2 separate regions of the Mus musculus genome follow, and region 2 is linked to region 1. A link is a contact called in public HiChIP or PLAC-seq data. All regions are on one chromosome and are shown on one strand. The core of a region is the stretch at or near the end of the contact, and the rest is flanking DNA. Distances in the headings are between cores, read along the strand shown.

Region 1 (4,206 bases), core at 501-3,000:
TCAAAGGTTACTATTATAATTTATTAAACTGCTTTATAACACAAAAACTTAAGGTGGAATTGCCACCTCTTAAATAGGGGGGGGGGGGAACCACAACAATAAAAAGTTTAAACTATTCTCTAAGAACTAATCAAATGGTAAAAGACAATGGAAGCTATAGATAATTAAAGAAAACTCTAGTTAGCACTGTTGTCTTTCCAACTAAATCTGCCATTAGCTTTAGAACCAGAGTTCAGAGCATTTTGCTTTAGTTTGCCAAGCTGTAAATAAATACTAGCAGATCTACAATTTGAATGAAAGGCATTATAGAGATTCTAATTACGAGTCCTTTTAAAAGCATAAATAGTTCAAAAGCTGGCCTGACTTAAAACTCAACCAAATAAAAAACTGCAACTGGCTCTCAATCTCTCAACTTTTTCAGACCTGTGGGATCCCATGCAATAAGCACCATGCCTGTGTGTCTACTTACTTACATTGTAATTAATTTGCTAACCAATTAAAAAATCAAGCTCATCAGAGCCACCTGCACCCGGTGGTTACCATATTGGTAGCCCATAGAGTATAGCATTTCCAGCTTGGCATAAAGTCCCCTTGGGCAGTGCAGCCGGAAAAGGGTGGGAAGCTTGCAATAGTATGGTTAAAGTAAGGTCTGGTTGTGCAAAACATTATCTTAGTAGTCATATTCCGCCTCGCTGGAACACGCAGAAATTCTACCAGTTGTTTCTTTCTTTAAGTAAATCTTTTAACAGTGAACTAACTCAAAAATACTGAGAACTCAGGTTTTATCCCAGATAAATATGTACTGGTTTCTTCCTGAGTCTACTAATTCCAAGGACATAAAGCTAATTTTAATCCGGGTGTTCAGTAACAACACTGCTACTGGGATCCTGTCTGACCGTCAAATATATTCCACTATCCCTATAACTCTTATCACTTGTCACATCAACTAGCCTGACTTCCAATATAGAAGGCAAGATGACAGACAATTTCCTTGGAGCTCAAACGTAATTAATCACAGCTGGCGTGATACAAGCTTTTAGCACACAGATCTTCTCCCATAAACCTGAGTTTTGAGCTAGGCTGCGATGATCCCCATCTATACCCCCCGACACCACCGGCTAAATGATTTATTTCCCCAGGGGTCCCAGAGGCGAGCTCTGACAGCAACATCTCTGTGTCCTCTGTCCCTCAGCCTGCATGCACACTGCACTTCCTTCCACTACCACTTCCTAGCTTCCTAGCTTGCCTTCTTGGAGGACTTCCCACCCATTTGGGTGACAAGCCTAAACGGTGCCTCTCCGCCCGGCCCCGAGGGCTCCCCTGCCTCACGCCCACCGACAACGGGGAGGAGCCACGGGGCACCCCACGCTCGGCGGCCTGCATCCGGCTGGGCCCGCAGCCCCGGGCCAGGCATTTGGCTGCCACGACGTCCCTCAAGTTCCCATGACCTCGCCCCACTCCCCGCCGCCCCCACGCGCCCCCACAACCTCTGCTTAAGACACGTGGAGGCACGGCTGCGCGTCCCGCGTGGAGAATGAGAGGGGACAGAGATGGCGCGGTGTCTGCGGCGGCGGCGGCCCCGGGACACGACGGGCAGGGGGGCGGGGAGTGGGGGGAACCAGAGATTGTAGAAAGGGAAAAGGTGACTGAGCTAGGCTGGAGGGGGTGGGGGTAAGATGGCGAGAGCGCCACTATGAGGGGCGGGGCGGGGGTAGCGGAGCCTGGGGTGACTAGAGGGACGGGCCAAGCCGTGCGGCGAGAGCGCATGCGCACCCGGCTGGCCAGCGCGCGCGGTCGCGGGCCTGCTTCTTCTACTTCCGCCACACTCCGGGGGCGGGGCTTCGCGCTCCCGCCTCGGCGTACGGAGCGGCCCGCAGCCACGCGGCGGAGCCTCAGAGCGGGAGTTGTGATGAGTCGAGTGAGCGATCTGGCAGAGGAGCTGGATTTGGCCTGTGGTGACTCTGCAGACCGTAGGAGTGAGCCCGAGGAGCTAGGATTATTGAGAGTCGGTGATCTGCACTGGGAGAAGGTCTATGCAAGCTTCTCTTCAGGGGTTGGTCAGGTGACCAGAATTGTTTCCAATGACAAAGGGGCGCAGAGTTAGGAAAGACTCTCTCCTCAGAGAAGCACTGTGTGAGGACTCAGTCCGTTCTAGGACCTGGGAACACCCACCTACCCACCCCTACCGGCCCTTGCGCAAAATCGAAAGCCTGTGAAAACTCATCTGCAAAGTTACCCCACCCCACCCCCGTTCCTTTCTACAAAGTTCCATTACTTTAAAAAGCATGCTTTAGTTAATAACTTTCACTATTGGGGAAGCTTTATAAACAAGCAGTGGTGATTTTTCCTTGCACCACTTATATTGAATTGTATGTATGACCTGTCTTCCCGTGTTTGATGGTTGCAGGTGTAGTACCTTAATGAACTGGAGACAATTGTGTGTGATGTTTTCACTCGGCTGTTTAGAAAAGAAAATATCCACTATCCTACCATTTCAAATATTATTTTTATTATATTATTTTTACTATTATTATTTATATTAGTCACTTTTTTCGCTAGGGTTTTACTGCTGTGAATAGATACCATGACCAAAGCAACTCTTAAAAGAACATTTAATTGTGGCTAGCTTACAGGTTCGGAGGTTCAGTCCATTATCAAGACAGGAGCATGGCAGCATCCAGGCAGGAATGGTGCAGGAGGAGCTGAGAGTTATACATCTTCATCTGAAGGATGGTAGTAGAAAACTGGCTTCCATGCAGCAAGGATGAGGGTCTTAAAGCCCACACCTACAATGACACACCTACTCCAACAGGGCCATACCTTCTAATAGTGCCATTCCCTGCGCCGAGCATATACAAACCATCACATTCACCTTTACCAGGTCTTTTCAAGCACTACTTACTTCATTAATGTCTTGCCTATGAATGTATGAGTTCTGAAATAATCCTATTTGCTGAGTGTCTTTAAAACAGCCATTCATCTGATCATCTCCTCTCTGGATTGCAATTGTCTTGTGCTTAGTCCTCTGTAACTGCCAGACACTTCAATATTTGCCAAATACACTTCCAAGAGTAGATTTAGGATGTGGAGGGTCAACATGAAGTGTAAGATCCAGGCTCACTCTGCCCAAAGCTGAGTGCGAGCTATATGGGAAAGTAGCCAAAAATTGTCATTATTTCCTTAAAAATTAAGACTAGATTATATACAAAAGGTGAAAAGACTTTTTTAGTACATTGCCAAGAAATAGGAGATTGGGCTGGGCGTGTAATCCCAGCATTGGAGAAGTCAAGGTCAGCCTTGATTTTTAAGACTGAGCTGTCTTATAATAAAAATAAATAAACAAACAAACAAACAAACTGCTGTAAAAACAGAAGACAGATTATCCAAAGAAAAAAATTCCATGCAGATCATTTTAATTAAAATTCTGCTCAACTAATATCATCGCACAGGCATTTCACCTCCAGATAAAGACCAGATTTGACTCAAAAACAAATTATAATGGTCAGGTCCAAAAAAAACTTGGGACAAATGGCTATCTGGTTCCTATTAGCTTAAAGCATGTGCTGGCCTCCAGGCTTCCTCAGGACCACAAGAACCTGGGACTCTTCTCAGCTCTGCTCATCTTGCCTTTTACCCTAAACCTTTCCAGCTCATGGGCTTCCCTCACCCAGAGTCTTAGTAACCCTACTATTTCAGCTACGCACACTCTTTGCCCCCTCTCTCTTGCCTCTCTCTAGGTCTCATTGCACAGACTCTCTTAGTCTTCCTCTCTTGCTCTCCCCAGCTCTCCTTTCATGGCTAGATCCAGTCTGCTGGCCAGGTTCAGTCCACTGCTTTCTCTCCCTGCTCTGGGCCCTTCCAGATGCCTCTGGCTCTACTCTCCCTCATACCTACAATAAAAACCTTCCCCTTACCCATACCTTGCAGCAGCCATGCCCTGCCTTTATTCAATAACAAAGCTGAAAACGAAGCTCTTGTGAAGTTAAAGCTTTGGAGACCATTAGCTCTCAGAAAAAGAAATGATTTCCAAAGTGGGTGGGAAAACACAACAGGAGGCCAAGTGACATCACACCACCAAAAGAAGAAAAGGAGGAGGAGGAGGAGCAGCAGCAGCTTGGCCATTGTCTATGTGCCCATTTTCAATGACAAAGGAAGTCCTCATTCTAAAAAGGACAGCAGAAGCCATAGCTAATAGGAACCATTTCT
Region 2 (4,206 bases), core at 723-3,222, 130 kb before region 1:
TCTAGGGAAAACATCCCCATGTATCTTGAAACAAAAGGCAGAAGACCCCAAGGCTCGCAGTTGTTTCCTATAGGTGGGTTGTGGGCACTGCTTTGGGCAATGGGAAACTAAGTGGAAGGAATGCTGAGGGTCTCAAATCACTTAAGCCAGAATTGCACAATAGACAGTGGCATGGCAAAACGATTTTTCATACAGTGCCAGTTATCCACTATCTTGCTTCTCTTTCTATTTTGATTTGTGATTTGGGAGAACTTGGGACAACATATAGTATACAGACTTCCATTTATTCTCTTGCCTTATAAATTTGGTTGGGTTTTCAACAAAACTTGAAGTATATAGTTTACTGCTCAACTAAGATCTCATCCTGGTGTGTGTGTGTGTGTGTGTGTGTGTGTGTGTGCATATATAATTCAAAGGAATAACATGTTAGGAATCTTTAGATGACTGTTTAAATCAAAAGTCATTTCTAGTTTATTTGTCTTTCATCCATTAAAAATGTTTTAGAAAAGGAGATCTGCATAATGCCAGCTGGAATTTCCAGAAGATCTTGGAAACATAACATCTCACAGTATAAACTTGCAGGCCCTATGTCTTGTTTGAGATCTGCGCCATTTCAAGTCACCTGGATGTGCACATTTCTGCTAGAGGCCTGCTTATCAAGCACAGAAACTGAAACCCTGCACTACACTCTCAAGTGTGCAAGGGAGTGAATACCCACTGGAAAGAGCCCTGATTTACAGGGTGGCCCATTTAAAATGTTCCCATTTAATAATGTGGCTGTGCACAGGGCCTCTTTTAAATGGGCCACCCTGCATGAAGCTTTGGTCCAAGATAAAAAATGTCCTCCCTCGAGAATTTTTAAAAACCAAAAACACTGTAGGTTTAGTGGTTTATTTTTAAGGTTTGAGATGGTTTCTTTGGACTCCTTTGGAACTGAAAAAAGATGGATACACATTTTAAAAATGAAATGTTACAACCACACATCTGTAATGAGAACTGGTGCCAGTGGATATTTTTAAAAGAAATTAAAACGGTCAATTTTTTTTTATTTAGGTTAGGCAAACGGCTGCTGCACACACAGCTCACAGTAACTACTTTTCAGCAAACCTTCACAAGAAATTTCCTAATGAAGATTTATAGGATGTTCTGAGATTGATAATTAAAGGCTCCCCCAAAAGATATGAATGACAGCATCAGAGATGTCAGGGTGGAGGGCTTGCCCTCTAAAGGAGGGGCCAGTGACTTAAAATAAAGATGCATGGCAGTTATAACAGACAAAATACCGAAAAAACAGGCCTAGAGCAAAGCTTTGCTGTTGGACTTTTCCCTATTCATATTAAGGGCTCTGACAAATAACCCCATTGCTCCACAATGCACACATGTAGATAACCCCAGTGCTCCACAATGCACACAGGGGAGAAATGAACTCCTGATTTAGAAGGGTATGCAATGGAGAGAAAAGGAAAAGGCTTCTCTTAAGAATATTCTGACAAAAAAGATGATTCTCAAACCCTATGTCTGGCTCATTCCTCCCATAAACCAATACTAGCGATGACAAAAAGTATAAGGATGATGAAGGGTCTTTGTGCTGACACTTTTCATAGAAGCCTAACGTTATTGCATCATTTAATCCCACTGCAATACTATGGGGTAAGTACTGAGACTCGATTTTACAGATGGGATAAGTGACACACTAAAATATTATATAGTCTATACAAGGTATACACATAGAAACAAAAATACACAGAGAGAGACACTCAGAGAGAGACAGAGAGAGAGAGAGACAGAGACAGAGAGAGAGCACAATATAATGTTTTCTAAAGAGAGGGCCATTAAGTGCTGAAGGCATGAGGTACTTGTATTCAAAGGTAACCACTAGGGACCAGAAATATTAAACACAGAGTGTTGTCTCTTCAAAGAAAGAAATGTATAACCTGTTTCCTTCCTAGAAGGCCAGGAATGGATGTGGTCAATACCTTGGTGACATCTGTGCTATTGTATGGCCAGGCCACATCTGGCTCCCTCACACTTGTGTGCTTATCTCATCCTCCAGACCCTTAGCTTGAACACGGTTTCTCAGTCAATATAATTCATCTTTACAGAAAAAGTCACACGTACTTTACAAAGAGTTTTGATGTAATCATGCCTTAAGCTTTATTATGCACCTGGGATTGAGTTAATTATCAGCAGGAACATTTCTGCCCAACCCCCAAACTATGCTGTGCTTAAATACACCTGAAATAAACTACCTGAGGTCAGAATCTTGAAGTATGGACCAACACTGGCTTTTGAGTCACGTTGAACCAGATTCCTGTATACATTGTGTGGATCATTAATCTGCTGGTTGTGTTGTTTGTATAGACACCCCACAATTAGGTCATTCTCCATCTCTAAATGGAACAAGAGCACAAAATCCTCTGATGGTACCCACTCCAAGTACCCATTCGTTAATATATTGGACTCTTAAGTGATATATCCATGTTTTCTTAAGAGCCATAGCCAGGGTCTTCCTCAAGCCTAACGTGTTACTGACAGACTCCACATCTGTGGACTCATAATATTCTAGCTAAAATATTCTAAGACAAAGAAAAAGAAAAAAGAGCAAAACTGAAACTGAATGTGTACAGACTTTCTAAATTTCCTGGTCATAAATCCCAAAATAATATTAATGCAGCATGATAGTATATTAAATATTATAAAATCGATAGATTATCTCAAGTATATTGGAGCATATGTGAAGATTATACGTATATGCTATGCTCATTTTCCCTAAGGGTCCTAAATATCTGTAGATTAGGGTAACCAAGGGACTCCTCCAGACAACCCCCTATACATACCAAGGGACAAATAAGCACATTCACTCAACACACATGTATTAAGTAAGCACTTCTTTTGTATCTTTCACTCTTTTAGGCATTTGTCAATAAGTAGAGTATGAAAGAGACTAAACCGTTATCTGAATTATCTCATTTTTCAGGATGTAGGATGAGTCTAACCTAAAGATATATATTTACTTATGCCAGCCAGAAAATAATGGGAATATGAGAATGCTAGTTCTGCTCTCCGAATATGATCTAATTGAATTTATACACTTAGAAAAGGACCAAGGAGCAGGCAGAGGAGTAGGTAGAAGTGAGGCCACAAAGGAGAACACGGTACTGGACAGTCAAGCAAGAGGCCCATATCATCAAACACCCCTAGAAATGAAAGATGGAGAAAGGTGAGAGGGAAGAGCTAATTGGAGGGAGCAACACGACAGGGAAGGGGGCCACAGAAAACACAGAAAGAACCAGAAAGGATCATCACAAAGTAGGAAGCTACTGCTGAGTGTGCATCAGGGTGTCTTACTATAATTTATACTTCAAATACTAAAATGTTCACTACATTTCCATGTGCTTATTGGCATTTTGTGTGCCTTCCTCCCTAAAGTGTTAGTTCATGTCTTTTGCCAAGCTTTTATTGGTTTACTTAACTTTTTTTTTTAATGGGGAAGTAGGGGGTTGAAGCTTTATATTTTATACTTCTGTGGGCATGCACACACAGACACACACATATATATATATACACAGGCATTGCAAACATCTGTTACTAAGATATTTCTCCATCACAGAATCACCTTGGTACATTTGCAGAAAGGCGCTGCCTACAAATATGGGTCTTTTCCTGGACTCTGTTCCTAACACTGATCGACCTGTCCATCCTGCTGCCAGTCCTGCACTGTACTGACCCAGTAGCATTTTATTTTGTAAATCTTAAAACCAGACACTCTGAAGCTTGCAATTTTCTCCTTTCCTCTCACTGTGACCGTCCCCTGACCCCTGTGTGTGTGTGTGTGTGTGTGTGTGTGTGTGTGTGTGTGTACATGAGTGCATGTTGTGTTGTGCATGTGCACATGTGGAGGTCAGAGGACAACTTGAAGAATTCTCTGGGGACAGACCTTGGTTTACCAGGCTCTGCTGTCCTTCACTGAGCTATCCAGTTGGTTCTGCTTTTGTCCTTCCTTTGAAACTTTTGGCTATGTTTTATTGAACAGAGATGTTAAGTACCTTTTATTAACCCAACTGCAGTTTTAATTTTATTATCAACAAATAGAAGTAAAATTGGAAGTAACTGACAATAAATTTAAGAAGCATTTTCTCTCATCAGTCACAGGCTCAGAGCTTTGATGTTTTCTGAAGGTGTTATCAATGATACTGTTCTAAAGTT

What was found. HiChIP or PLAC-seq counts read pairs in DNA pulled down with a chosen protein or histone mark.
Region 2: an H3K4me3 HiChIP or PLAC-seq map of the 230-238 cell line shows a contact between it and region 1, with 20 read pairs. The contact joins the enhancer-like site here to the promoter of Supt3 in region 1. A contact is called at or near these places in 1 of 39 promoter capture datasets (HPC-7-derived erythroid cells), 1 of 15 datasets of contacts at CTCF or cohesin (pro-B cells), 2 of 115 datasets of contacts at active chromatin or transcription factors (the 230-238 cell line and memory CD8 T cells) and 1 of 9 other capture datasets (liver).

Annotation. Positions count from the first base shown.
Region 1 is chr17:44,774,710-44,778,915 of GRCm38.p6, reverse strand. It overlaps Supt3 (SPT3, SAGA and STAGA complex component), which reads right to left and starts at 1,750. Exons shown (of 12, transcript NM_178652.3): 1 at 1,488-1,750. It also overlaps a transcript of Runx2 not described here.
Region 2 is chr17:44,902,322-44,906,527 of GRCm38.p6, reverse strand. All of the region lies in intron 2 of Supt3 (SPT3, SAGA and STAGA complex component), which reads right to left. Among named protein-coding and RNA genes, the nearest start is that of Gm52304, 17 kb to the right of the region's middle. Within about 2 kb of position 1,972, at least 3 of the 459 cell types and tissues checked have an H3K27ac peak or open chromatin away from gene starts, as enhancers often do. A contact at or near this core is called in the 230-238 cell line, where this site is marked.